3 separate regions of the Mus musculus genome follow, and all the other regions are linked to region 1. Evidence: chromatin contacts called from public HiChIP or PLAC-seq and promoter capture Hi-C data. All regions are on one chromosome and are shown on one strand. The core of a region is the stretch at or near the end of the contact, and the rest is flanking DNA. Distances in the headings are between cores, read along the strand shown. Region 1 holds the start of Exoc3l2 (exocyst complex component 3-like 2). Region 2 holds the start of Rsph6a (radial spoke head 6 homolog A (Chlamydomonas)). Region 3 holds the start of Cblc (Casitas B-lineage lymphoma c).

Evidence for each region. Promoter capture Hi-C pulls out the DNA fragments that hold promoters and counts their contacts. HiChIP or PLAC-seq counts read pairs in DNA pulled down with a chosen protein or histone mark.
Region 2: a contact with region 1 is called in an H3K4me3 HiChIP or PLAC-seq map of bone marrow-derived macrophages, with 5 times the contacts expected there. The contact joins the promoter of Rsph6a here to the promoter of Exoc3l2 in region 1. A contact is called at or near these places in 1 of 39 promoter capture datasets (maxillary cranial neural crest), 1 of 115 datasets of contacts at active chromatin or transcription factors (bone marrow-derived macrophages) and 1 of 9 other capture datasets (pancreatic islet).
Region 3: a contact with region 1 is called in a promoter capture Hi-C map of pre-B cells. The contact joins the promoter of Cblc here to the promoter of Exoc3l2 in region 1. A contact is called at or near these places in 1 of 39 promoter capture datasets (pre-B cells), 1 of 115 datasets of contacts at active chromatin or transcription factors (embryonic stem cells) and 2 of 9 other capture datasets (adipose tissue and liver).

The regions. Positions count from the first base shown.
Region 1 is chr7:19,461,606-19,465,458 of GRCm38.p6, reverse strand. It overlaps Exoc3l2 (exocyst complex component 3-like 2), which reads right to left and starts at 2,172. Exons shown (of 12, transcript NM_001370800.1): 1 at 2,106-2,172.
Region 2 is chr7:19,052,979-19,056,831 of GRCm38.p6, reverse strand. It overlaps Rsph6a (radial spoke head 6 homolog A (Chlamydomonas)), which reads right to left and starts at 2,145. Exons shown (of 6, transcript NM_031255.2): 1 at 1,459-2,145. The coding sequence starts at 2,087. It overlaps Sympk (symplekin), which reads right to left. Exons shown (of 27, transcript NM_026605.2): 24 at 3,386-3,562; 25 at 3,190-3,285; 26 at 2,534-2,917; 27 at 2,210-2,443. The coding sequence ends at 2,315.
Region 3 is chr7:19,794,899-19,798,751 of GRCm38.p6, reverse strand. Cblc (Casitas B-lineage lymphoma c) reads left to right here and starts at 1,943. Exons shown (of 12, transcript NM_023224.5): 1 at 1,943-2,319. The coding sequence starts at 1,970.

The sequences.
Region 1 (3,853 bases), core at 923-3,422:
GCGGATGGCTCAGTGGATAGAGGCACTGCCACCAAGTCTGACAACCTGAGATTCATCTCTAGGACCCGTAAAGTAGAAGGTCTGAATGAACTACAGAAGCTTTTCTGACCTCTACCTGCGCAATGTGGCCATGTGAGGCCATGCTGCACACAAACAAACAGTAATGAAATTGGGTCGCTCCCTCCCTTCTTCCCTCTCTCCCATCCTCCCTCCCAGTAACTGCTCTAATATCCCCACAAACTACTTCCATCCCCGAAACTGCTGGATCCAACTGAATCTAGTCCTGCCCAGGCTTTATCTGCCACTCACTCAACCGGTCTAATCCCCACTCCCAGAGCTGGCTCTGGTACCCATCAAACTGTTCCCAACATATTCCCAGCATACTCCCAAACTGGCAGCAGCATTTACCCCAAACCTCCCCCCCCTTCCCTTTCCTGGCTCCGACACCTCCCTCTGCAACCTGGCTCCGACATCCTGCCCTCTCCAACGCCCTCCACTGCCTCCCGGTGCCCAGGCCCCTGACTCACTTCCGAGCCTAGAGCAAGCCCCCAGCCTCCCGCTTCTGCAGGATGTCTAGGCCACCAGCGTTTCCCTCTCCAGGCCCCTCCTCCTCTTCCTCGCTGCCAGCCTTTCCCCAAACCCTCCTCCTCAGAATTCCTGACACCCCCAAGCCCCCAGCATGGAGCCGGGTGTGGTGGCGCAGCCTCCTGTAATCCCAGTCCCCGGAGGCTGGGGCCGGAGGACCACATGCTTTTGAGATTTTTGAGGCCCAGGTTTCAAGTGAGACCCCGTATACAGACAATCTCTAAATGCGAAGATTATGCCTTTAATCCTGGCAACTCCGGAGGTCAACCTGAGTCACGTGAGATCAAAACATCAAAAGCCAAGGCAGGGGACGAGGCTCAGTTGGTAGAGTACTTGTCTGGCTTGCAAGAAACCCTGGCTTCCCACCCCAGCAGCCATGCAGGGCTGCAATCCACACACTGGGGAGAGGGAGGGCAGGACCAGAGCGTCAGTATAGTCTTTGGGTATATAGAAATTTGACACCAGACTGAGCAACGTGAGACTCTGTGGGAATTTTGTTTTCTTAGTTTTTCTAGACAGAGTTTCTCTTGTAACCTTCAGTGTTCTGGAACTCACTCTGTAGACCAGGCTAGCCCTGAACTCACAGATCCACTCACCTCTGCCTCTTGAGAGCTGGGATTAAAGTGTGCACCACCACTGCCTAGCTGAAAAATTATTAAAAAAAAAAAAAGTCCTAAGGTCCATGTTCGAAAACTGATCCTTTTAGGTTACACATCCTTGAGCCTGACTCTGACATCAGCATCACCAGCCGGGGCAGCCTTCATATCCTATCCTAGCCTCTCTTGATCACTCTCTCTCTCTCTCTTTATTTTAATTAATTAATTAATTTTGTATGTGGGCACACAAGCCATGGTCGGTATGTGGGGTTCAGATGTGAACTTGCAATCGTCGGTCCTCTCTGCCTTGTGGGTCACAGTGACTGGATCCAGCTCTTCAGGGCAGCAAGCATCTACCTGCTGAGCCATCTTGATAGCCCTTCCTTTCTATTTAATTAATTAATTAATTAGTTAATTAATTAATTAATGGAGACAGAGTCTCAATCCCTAATCCAAGCTTGTTCAAACCGGCCAGCCTCCTGCCTCAGCCTCCGCTCCTTAGTGCTGGCCCTGCAGGTGTGAGGAGCCTGTGTGTGTGTGTGTGTGTGTGTGTGTGTGTGTGTGTGTGTGTGTGTGTGTGTGGCTTTCTGGTAGCTGCAACCCTCCTCACTGGAGGCAGCCAGGCACTGGCTGCCCACCCCACGGGGGTGTCCCCATCCAGTGTCAGAGTGTCAGAGTGCATTAGACCTAACATCCCCATCTCCCTCAGCCAGGAGTGGACCCCATCTCTACAAGTCCTTCCTACCTCTCTGGATCCCAGAGCCCCAGTCCCTGCCGCCGCCGCTTCACCGCAGCACTCACCAAACCCAGCCTTCAGCCTGCATCTGCTCACCCAGCCCTCCTGCCTCCAGAGTTCTGGGTTCTGATGAGGTGTCCCATCTTTGGAAGAAGTTGGGGGCATGCTTTCTTCACCCCGACACTCACCTTCTGTCTGTGCCTGTCCTTCTGTCCCCTCTTGCTGTCCAGTCCCCAGACTACTTGGGCCAGGACTGCTGAGAGCTTGGATCTAGGGGGGGGGGGGTTGGAGGAGGACAATTTCCTGTCAGGAAGCCCCTCCCTCTCTGGGGCCAGGGGCTGGAAGGCCCCATTATCTGTCTGCCCTTCTAGGCCAGGCTGTGGTTGGGCCCTGCTGTGACAAGGGCCACAGACCCCTCTCCCCGCCCTTACCCCCCCTCCCAGCTTTGCCGGAATCCGCCCGCCCTCCTGCCTGCTTTTCACGCCTCCCAAGGTAACAACATCATCCTGTGTGCCCAGGGGAGACACCCTGAGCTGGACAGGGGCCCACAGCTGAGCTCTGGAGTAATGGAGGTGTGGATAGGGTCTCAAGGGAGCATGTGTTCCTCTTGTATCCTCTGCTGGGGGACAGGATTCAAAGGAAACTCCACTGGTCCCAGAGGCTGGATTGAGGACCCAGTGGGGTAGCCCTGTCATGGCTTTTAAAATGTAGCTCTCGGCCAGTGGGGCGGTGGTGGCTCATGCCTTTAATCCCAGCACTGGGGAAGCTGAGGTAGGTGGCATCTCTGAGGCCAGCCTGGTCTACAGAATGAATTCCAGAACAGCCAGTGACTCATAGCAAGATTCTATCACTCCTCTGCCTCTGTCCCCCACTGTGGGCCAGTCTCCCAGGGACCTAGCTGTATTGTATCATAACCACAGAGCACCTTCCATCAGATGATAGACTCAACTGCACGTGCATGCTCTCCTTTTTTCTCCTTTTGAGACGGGGCCTCATTATGTAGCCCAGGCTGGCCTAGAACTCACAAAGATCCTGCCTCCCAAGTGCTGGGATTGAAGGCTTAGGCCACCTTGCCTGACTCTTCTTTGCATGTATGTGTTGGGGGTGCCGGGGAATTGAACTCAGGGCCCTGTGCACGATGGTCATGTGCTCTGCCATGATACTACTTCCCAGTCAATCCTTTACAGATTCCCCAACCCGCCCACTCCAATGAAGGTGCAGCAGATCTGACTTTTTTTTAAGTGTATTATTTATTTATTTATGTTTGTGAGTGACTACAAGTATTGCGTGCATGCAGTGCCCAAGCCCACTAGAAGGAGACAGATCCCCTGGAACTGGAGTTGGGTGGTTGTCCACTGCCCCGTGGTTGCTGAGAATTGAACCCTGGTCCACTGCAGAAGCAGCCAGTGCTCCTAACCACTGCTCAGTTCCGTTCTCCAGCTTCACATTCATACTTTTATGCCTTTCGGTTTAATGGATCTTTATGCACTCCCAGGGTTGCAGCAGAAAGTGCTAACATCCGATTCCAGAACATCTCGGTCTCCTTGAAGCGAACTCATGGGCTACAGCAGTGTCCCCCCACCCCCACCCCCCCACCCCCCCCCACCCCCCCGCTTCTCCTTTCCAAAGTCCCAGGAAGCCAGGAATCCAGGGTTCTTGGTTTCTCCACTAAGTCTCCCGCTTTTGAACATTTCGTAGGAACTATATTGCTCGGTGTGACCTTTTGTTTCTGGTTCCTTTTACGAAATGTAACATTTTCAAGCTCCATACACTTTGTAAGCCTCAGTCTCCACCCCTTGGAAATGAAGTTTCATTGGAAAGGGGAACAGAAAGACCCTGAGTAAGTAGAAAGGCAACCATCTGCCCCCTGGTGGTGTATGTGAGTACTGCAGCTGTCAGAGCGGGACCATTCCACTTCAGGGACCCTTTCTTACCC
Region 2 (3,853 bases), core at 896-3,395, 410 kb after region 1:
GGCTTTCTGTTGCATCCAATCCAACTCTGTGAATGGTCTCAAGTGTAGGAGAGGTAAGGAGATGGGACTGGCTGGGTAGCTCAATGGTTTTAAGGCGCTTACCTAACTTGCAGGATGCCCTAGGTTTAAGCTCCAATACTGTACAATAAATTATGGAAGTACATATCTTGGAGGAGAAGAACACAGGCTGCCCTGCAGAGGACCTGGGGGAGCCAAGGCCATCCTCTAACCTCTGAAGGCACTGCAAGCCTGTGGTGCATTTACAACCATGTAGGCAAAATACTCATCCACACTAACTAAAAAATGTAAAAGGCTAGAAAGATAGCTCTGAGGCTAAGAGTACTTACTACTCTTGCAGAAAACCAGAGTTCAGTTGCCAGCACCTATGTCAGGCAGCCCACAACGGTCTCTGACTTCAGATGCAGAAGAAATGCCTTTTTCTGGCCTCCAGAGGCAGTAAGTATGCTTACACACACACACACATGCATACACACACATGCACGCACACACACACTCATGCACACACATGCATACACACACATGCACACACACACACTCATGCACACACATGCATACACACACATGCACGCACACACACACTCATGCACACACATTCACATACATACATACATGCTCTCAGAGACTTAAAAGAGGTGAGAACAGGAGAAAAAAGTGAGACTAGCCAGGGTGCTTCAGGAAGGAACCTTGAAGCTCTCAAGACTGGGAATATATTGGCGAAATGCTATGGGTTAATTTTGACTGGGTCTGGGGCCTGAGGTAGAGACAACTAAGTAATGAGTAGAAATTGCATATTGACAGCAGGCAGGGCCGCACCTCCTGAATATTCTCTCCCAGGCACTAGGGAGCCATAGCAGGTTCTTAGCAGGGGAGGGATGGAATCGGCTATGTGCTTTAGCCAGCCTTGCGTCACTAACTTCCTTTCCCACTGTGGTCCCAGACAGCAGCAGCCTTCCAAGGCCTTGCTGTGCCCTGAGTCTCAATCACTGTACCTCTTGTTATGTGCAAGGTGCTATCCCAGGTCCCTCCCCCTGCCTGGCCACCTAAGTCCTTTTCACTGACCATGCCACATCTGACATCCACAGTTCATTCTTTATAACACACTGAATGGAAGGAGGGGGACAGTGGCTGCAGCTCATTGACTCTGACAAGTAGAGGGTCCTGGGAACCAGAGGCCTTGCTCTAGAATACTGGCCCTCCCCCTTCTTAGCTTGTGATTTTAAATAACCCAGCCTCTCTGGTTCAGTCTCCTGCAAAAACAGGCTTAGTGGCTGGGACTAGATGTTAGGGGTGTGTGTTGGCACTGTGTCTGCTCCACTTGCTATTCCTTCCCCAACTCTCTGCTAACTTAGACATCCAGAGACCCCACACCTGAGGCAGCCTTGGCTAGAGCCCTTCCCAGTCAGCTGCCCGCCTTCTCCACCCTCCACCTCCTCTCACAGGCTGAGGTTGCAGCTCATGCTGGTCCGCAGCAGGTAGGCCTTGGCGTTCTGTATTGCCAGCTCACGAGGCTCGGGGTCAGGTACCTCTCCAACAATGGGCATGAAGCCCAGGTCAGAGGGCCTCAGGTGGAGGGAGGGGTCGTCTCTCAGGTAGGGTCCGTGCTGTGTGTCCTGGCTGAATATCTCATCCTCTCTTGGATACAAGTTGAGCTGGCCCAGGATTCCAGAAGCCGAGCCTTGGTAGGTAGACTCCAGTTGTTCTAAGAGGTCCTGGCCCTGTGGGAACTGCTCCATCATCCTGCTATCATCCAGGTAACCCTGTTGCGAGAACTCCATGGGAAAGCCTGGCGTGTAGCCTAAGGGCATGGACTGGTGGTACTCGGTGCCTTCATCACCTTGAACATCTGGGACCAGGCTGGACCTCTGTGGCCAGTGGGGTAGACCAGTTCCCTGCAGGTCCTGACTGCCCTGACTGCTCCGACTGCCCCGCTGCGGAGGTGGTCGGTTCAACCCATCCTCTGGGATGGTTAACAGAGGCTGAGAGTACTCTTGACTCCGTGCCCTTTCTGAGCCTTGGGAAGCCCTCCGGGTTTGAGAGGGGTCAGGATTGGGCGGTGGTTCCCCCATGCCTCGGAAAAAGTGTGCTGCCCTATCCTGGACCCTGCCTGCCTACCGTTACTTTACCAGCGCGGGGCGCCCTCAGGGTGAGAAACGGTGTGCGCAGGCGCAGTCTAACACAGGCACATCCTCAGGATTTCTAACCTGGCGCAGCTACGCCCTCTTTTATTTGTGTTAAGGCAAAGCTCCAGGAGGCCCCGTCCCGCCCCTCCCCTCCCCCCAAACTCCCGCAGCTGTCAGCTGTTCCCCTTGCTCTCGGGTTCCCTGGTTTCTGGGCTGGAGGTCTTCAAGGCTTCTTCCACAGCATGGCTGAGGTTCTGGGGGCTCCGCTCATCCTTGGAGCTCGACCCGACTGCTGCTGCCTCCTGGTGGCGGGAGAGGGCAAGAAGCAGTGGGTCAAGAGCTAGTTACCCACTCAGACCCATTCCCAGGGCTCTGCTGCAATCTATTCCTACCTTAGGCAGGGGCCCCTCGAGACTAGAGTCCAGCAGTGTGGTTTCAGCCAGCCCCGAGTCGTCGTCCATGCTGATGAAGATGGCCGGGGTCTCGCATTCGGGACCCTCCTCCCGGTATTCCATGACCTCCTCAGCTGGGGTGGGCCCAGCTCGGGCTGCTGCTGGCACCGAGGGCGTTGAGGACACACAGGCAGCGGGCGCTCCGATGCCTGTGGGCTTCTGCTTCTGTTCCTCCTCCAGCTGCCTCTTCAGGGCCTTCTCCTGAGCCAATCGCAGGCCGATGAGGTCCTGAGGGGGCCGTGGGGCAGGGGCCGGGGCCGGGGCCGGGGCCGGGGCCGGGGCCGGAGCCGGGGCCAAAGCCAGAGCCAAGGGCTCCAGGTCATCCTGGGGTGGGAGAAGCACTCAGCTCAGGAAGGGTACACCTAACACACACCCGCATCCTACCCCCACCCACGCATCAGGGTAGAGAAAGCAGAGCACTCAGCGCTGCTGAAAGCAAAGAGCGCACATCGCATAGACTTTCCATCCTGGTGCAAAGGTGTGTGGGGTCGGCGGCCATTTTCCTTTACCAGGGACAAAATCTTGGGAGACTGTGGGTTTAATGAGCGGACGTCTTGGGGTGAGAGGCACAGGTAGGTGGGCGTCATTGCGCTCACCTCTTCCAGGGGCCCTGAAGGTGCTTCCTTGACTTCGGGCTCCTGCTTTCCAGTGGCCTCCAGGATGGTCATGATGGAGTTGGGGATGTGTGCTTGCTAGGTGAAGGGAAAGGCACCTCTCAGAACCCCATAACATAGAACCAAACCTTCCAGAGCTTTCCTGCTCACTCGGCTCCACTCTACCACACCCAGTTACCTGGTGGGGAGTGAAGGAGCGCACATGGGCCAACAGTGGCTCCCGGAGCTCAGGGCACTTGTCAAAGACTGCGCCAAGCTGCTGTGGAGGTAGCTGCAGGATGACCTGGAAACTCTGTGGCTTGGTGCGCTGGCAGCACTTGATGAAGCCCTCCCATACCTTGGGGTACTTCCATACCTGTGGGGCAGGAGGGGGGCCGTTAGGCACAGGTCCAACCAGCCACCTCCTTCCTGAAGACACCGCCATGACCCAGGACCCATATGCTGTCACTTGAAATCTTACTCCAGGGTTCATACACCTGCCTACCCAGGAATTTGAGTTCCTCACAGCAAACTACCAGGACACGATACAGGAAAGGGGCCCCGCCTCCAATCCCTAGGTTAGCACATCATCATATGCTAGGACAGCACCACTTCGTGGCCACACTCAATAGGCTGGAGGATGGGACCTTAGCCAGATGCTGCCTAG
Region 3 (3,853 bases), core at 694-3,193, 330 kb before region 1:
GCTGGGATTAAAGGCGTGCGCCACCACTGCCTGACTATATTTTAATTTTTAAAGTCACCTATTCTGTATATTTCATAGGAATAGAATCATACCATACATAGTATTTTAATTTTGGTCATTTTATTGGGGAAGGAATGAGGCAGGTGATCACATAGCCCAAACCAAATCTACGAACTTGATATGTAGATGAAGTAGACTTTGAACTGGTAATTTCCCTGCCTCCTCTTCCCAAGTTAACAGGCACAGGTCACTATAATTCATGTCTGTGATTCTGGGGGTGGAACCCAGGGCTTTTTATGTTCTGGACAAACATTCACCAACTGAGCTACATCCCAACCCAGCCCCAAAGATCCCAAAGATGGGCCTTCTGTTAGGTTTTGTTTGTGTGTGTGTGTGTGTGTGTGTGTGTGTGTGTGTGTGTGTGTGTGTTGGGGATGGATTGGGTGGTTTGGGAGAAGTTTGTTTTTCTTTGGGTTTATGTCTGTTTATTTACGTGCGTGCATGACTGTGGACACATGTGGAGGTCAGAGGACAGCTCATATTACTCCCTTCTCTCCTGCCACTCTGTGGGTTCTGAGAACCAAATTCAGGCTGTCAGGATTGGTGAGGAGCACTTTCACCCAATGAGCCAAATTCCCAACCCCGTTCGGTTGTTAGAAACAGAACCTTGCTTTGTAGCCCAGGCTGGACCATAATTCAACATCTTTGTTCTCTTCTTCCTGAATAATTAGGTTTAAAATTATCTGAAAACACATTCAACTTCAATTTTTTATGTTTGTTTGTTTGTTTGTTTTGGAGACAGGATTTCTCTGTGTAACTCTGGCTTACCTGGAACTCTCAATGTGTAGACCAGGCTGGCTCTAAATCAGAAATTAGTCTCCCTCTGACTCCATCGTGCTGGGATTTTTTTTTTTTAATAATAAAAGATATTGTACCAGGCATGCCCCGTGCCTTTAGTCCAAGCATTTGGGAGGCAGAGGCAGACAGATCTCTGTGAGCTTGATGCCAGCCTGGTCTACAGAGAGAGTTCCAGGACGCCCAGGGTTGTATGGTGAGATACTGTCTAAAAAAACAAAGCTAGAACAACAAAGTGTGTGTGTGTGTGTGTGTGTGTGTGTGTGTGTGTGTGTGTGTGCTTACCCAGGGTGTCTTCAGAGGACAGAGGCTTCAGATCTCCTGGATCTGGAGTTTTTGCCAAACAGGGAGGGAGAGGAAGGGAGAGGAAGGGAGAAGGAGAGAGTGAGAGAGCAGGCAGGCTGAGGAGTCAGTACCGGGCCTAGCTGGGGTGGTGGCTGGCTTGCTGGATGCCCTGGGTGCCCTGGGGCAGAGAGAACCGTGTCCACGGCGCCCTCTGGTGGCTGTCTGAAGCATAATCAGGGCGGACCTACAGGTCTGGCAGGTTGGGGTGCAAACCTGCCCGGCAGCCACTTCCTGCAGCCCTGTGCATTCCTGAACGCCACTTTCCGCCACACCCCTTTCACCTCTTTTGAAAATCTGGGTACTTAAACTGTAACTAAATTTCCCTTACCTGCCACGGGAGCCCGAACTCCGGTGGTTCTAGTACCTTACCTCGGGGACATAGAGTAACTACTTGACTTTCTGTTCTTAGAAGACTCAGCTCTCTGACTCCCCTATGAAGAAAGACTGACAGCTTCAGCCACAATTCATGAAAGGGTGCCTTGTCCCAGAGCCCTACTTGCGGAACCACCTCTTTTCTCAACACCAATAAATCCAGACTCTAGCCCTCCTCTCTCAGACCCAGGGGTCTAGTCCCAGCTCTCCTCCCTCAGACTCTACAGGCGTCCAGCTTCAGCCGTCCTCCCTCAGACTCTCCAGGCCGGCCCCTTTTACCTACAGTCCCCTCCTGGTCCTCCAGGACCTGCCCCCTGCTCCCTCTTGGTCCCGCCCCTACCTGGAGCCTTTCCCCGCCACACCCCTCCGTCCCAGTCCCAAGCCACCCGAGGGACCCATGGCTGCGGCGGCAGCCCCGCGAGGGTGGCAGCGGGGCGAGCCACGCGCGCTTAGCCGGGCGGTGAAGTTGCTCCAGCGCCTAGAAGAGCAATGCAGGGATCCCAGGATGGTCACGGGGCCCCCGTCCCTGCGGGACCTGCTGCCCCGCACCGCGCAGCTACTTGGAGAGGTGGCAAAGGCCCGGCGCGAGGCCAGGGAAGACCCCGAGGGTCCCGGTGGCGCCGATGACTTTCTGGCCATCTACCTGGCCAATCTGGAGGTCAAAGGCAGGCAGGTGGCGGAGCTCCTGCCACCCCGAGGCAAAAAGGACGTGAACCAGGATGTTTTCCGGGAGGGCTCCAGATTCAGGTGAGCGCTAACCTACCTCAGAGACAAGTCACAAACTAGTGATTTCCGGATTGTGTGCCACCAGCCGCCTGTTCCCTCAGACCCAGGGGTCCAGGTTCCACCCTCCTCCTTCAGACCCAGAAGTACAAGCTTCAACTCTCCTCAATCAGACCCAAAAGTCAAGACCCTTTATTCCATCAGACCCAGGAGTACAGGTCCAGCCTTCCTCCCCATTATTCCCCCCTTTAAGCACCCTTGCCTCCAGGCCCCCTTTCTTCCTTTTGTAGATCAGCTTGAACCTGGGGTGCAGGCGTGTGTCTCTCCTAGAAGAGCAAACTTCAGCTGGGCAGTGGTGGCGCACGCCTTCAATCCCACTGGGAGACAGAGGCAGACGAATTTCTGAGTTCGAGGCCAGCCTGGTCTACAAAGAGTTCCAGGACAGCCAGGGCTACACAGAGAAACCCTGTCTCGGAACAACAACAAAAAATAAAAGAGCAAACTTCCTGTTGGGGAGGCAGGATGAGTTGGACCCACCTGTCCAGCCTGAGAAACAGGCCAGCCCCCACTCCCACCTCCACTTCCACCTGTCTGGGTTCCAGCAAAGATGTCTGTTCCAAGGATCTTAGACGTGCCTGCCCTCTGGCTTGTGGGACAACTGCATAGAACTGGAGCTGGAACCCAGAGCAAGGTCTAAACTGGTGATTTGGGTCTGGCTCCCTAGCCTTGTTGTGACTTGCCTGAATAAATAAATATATATATCACATATATATATATAGTATAATATATAGAGACACACATGTGCATATATATGTGTATATATATGTATGTATGTGTGTGTGTATATATAATGAAAATACATATCTCTTTTTTCTTTCTTTCTTCCTTTCTTTCTTCCTTTCTTTTTTTCTTTCTTATGTAGTTCCAGCTGGCCTTTAAACTCGATCTGTAGACCAGGCTGGCCTCAAACTCACAGAGATCCACCTCCCTCTGCCTCCTGAGTACTGGGGTCAAAGGGCTCTGGCACCACAATCAGCCCAGAGTAATAAACTGGTTCTCTTGTTTGGTTGGTAGATTGGTTGGTTGTTTTTGGATCCCATTTCTCTGTGTAGCTCTAGCTATCCTGGAATTCCCTCTGTAGACCAGGCTAGCCCAGAACCCACATAGATCCACCTGCCTCTGCCTCTGAGAGTAAAGGCCGTACCACCACTGCTCAGTTACAGATTTCTTTTGTTGTTGTTGTTTTTTGTTTTGTTTTTGTTTTGTTTTTTCGAGACAGGGTTTCTCTGTATATCCCTGGCTGTCCTGGAACTCGCTTTGCAGACCAGGCTGGCCTCGAACTCAGAAATCCACCTGCCTCTACCTCCGGAGTGCTGGGATTAAAGGCGCGCGGCACCACGCCCGGCTAGATTTCTTTTTTATCACTTGGAATTAGCTTTCACTGTTAGTGTGCATACACTGGTCAGAGTCAGAAGACAGGTTGCCAGTGTTTTTAACAGCTGAACCAACTCTAGCCCCAATTGTTACAATTTTTGTTACTTCTTTCAGCCTGCCTTGT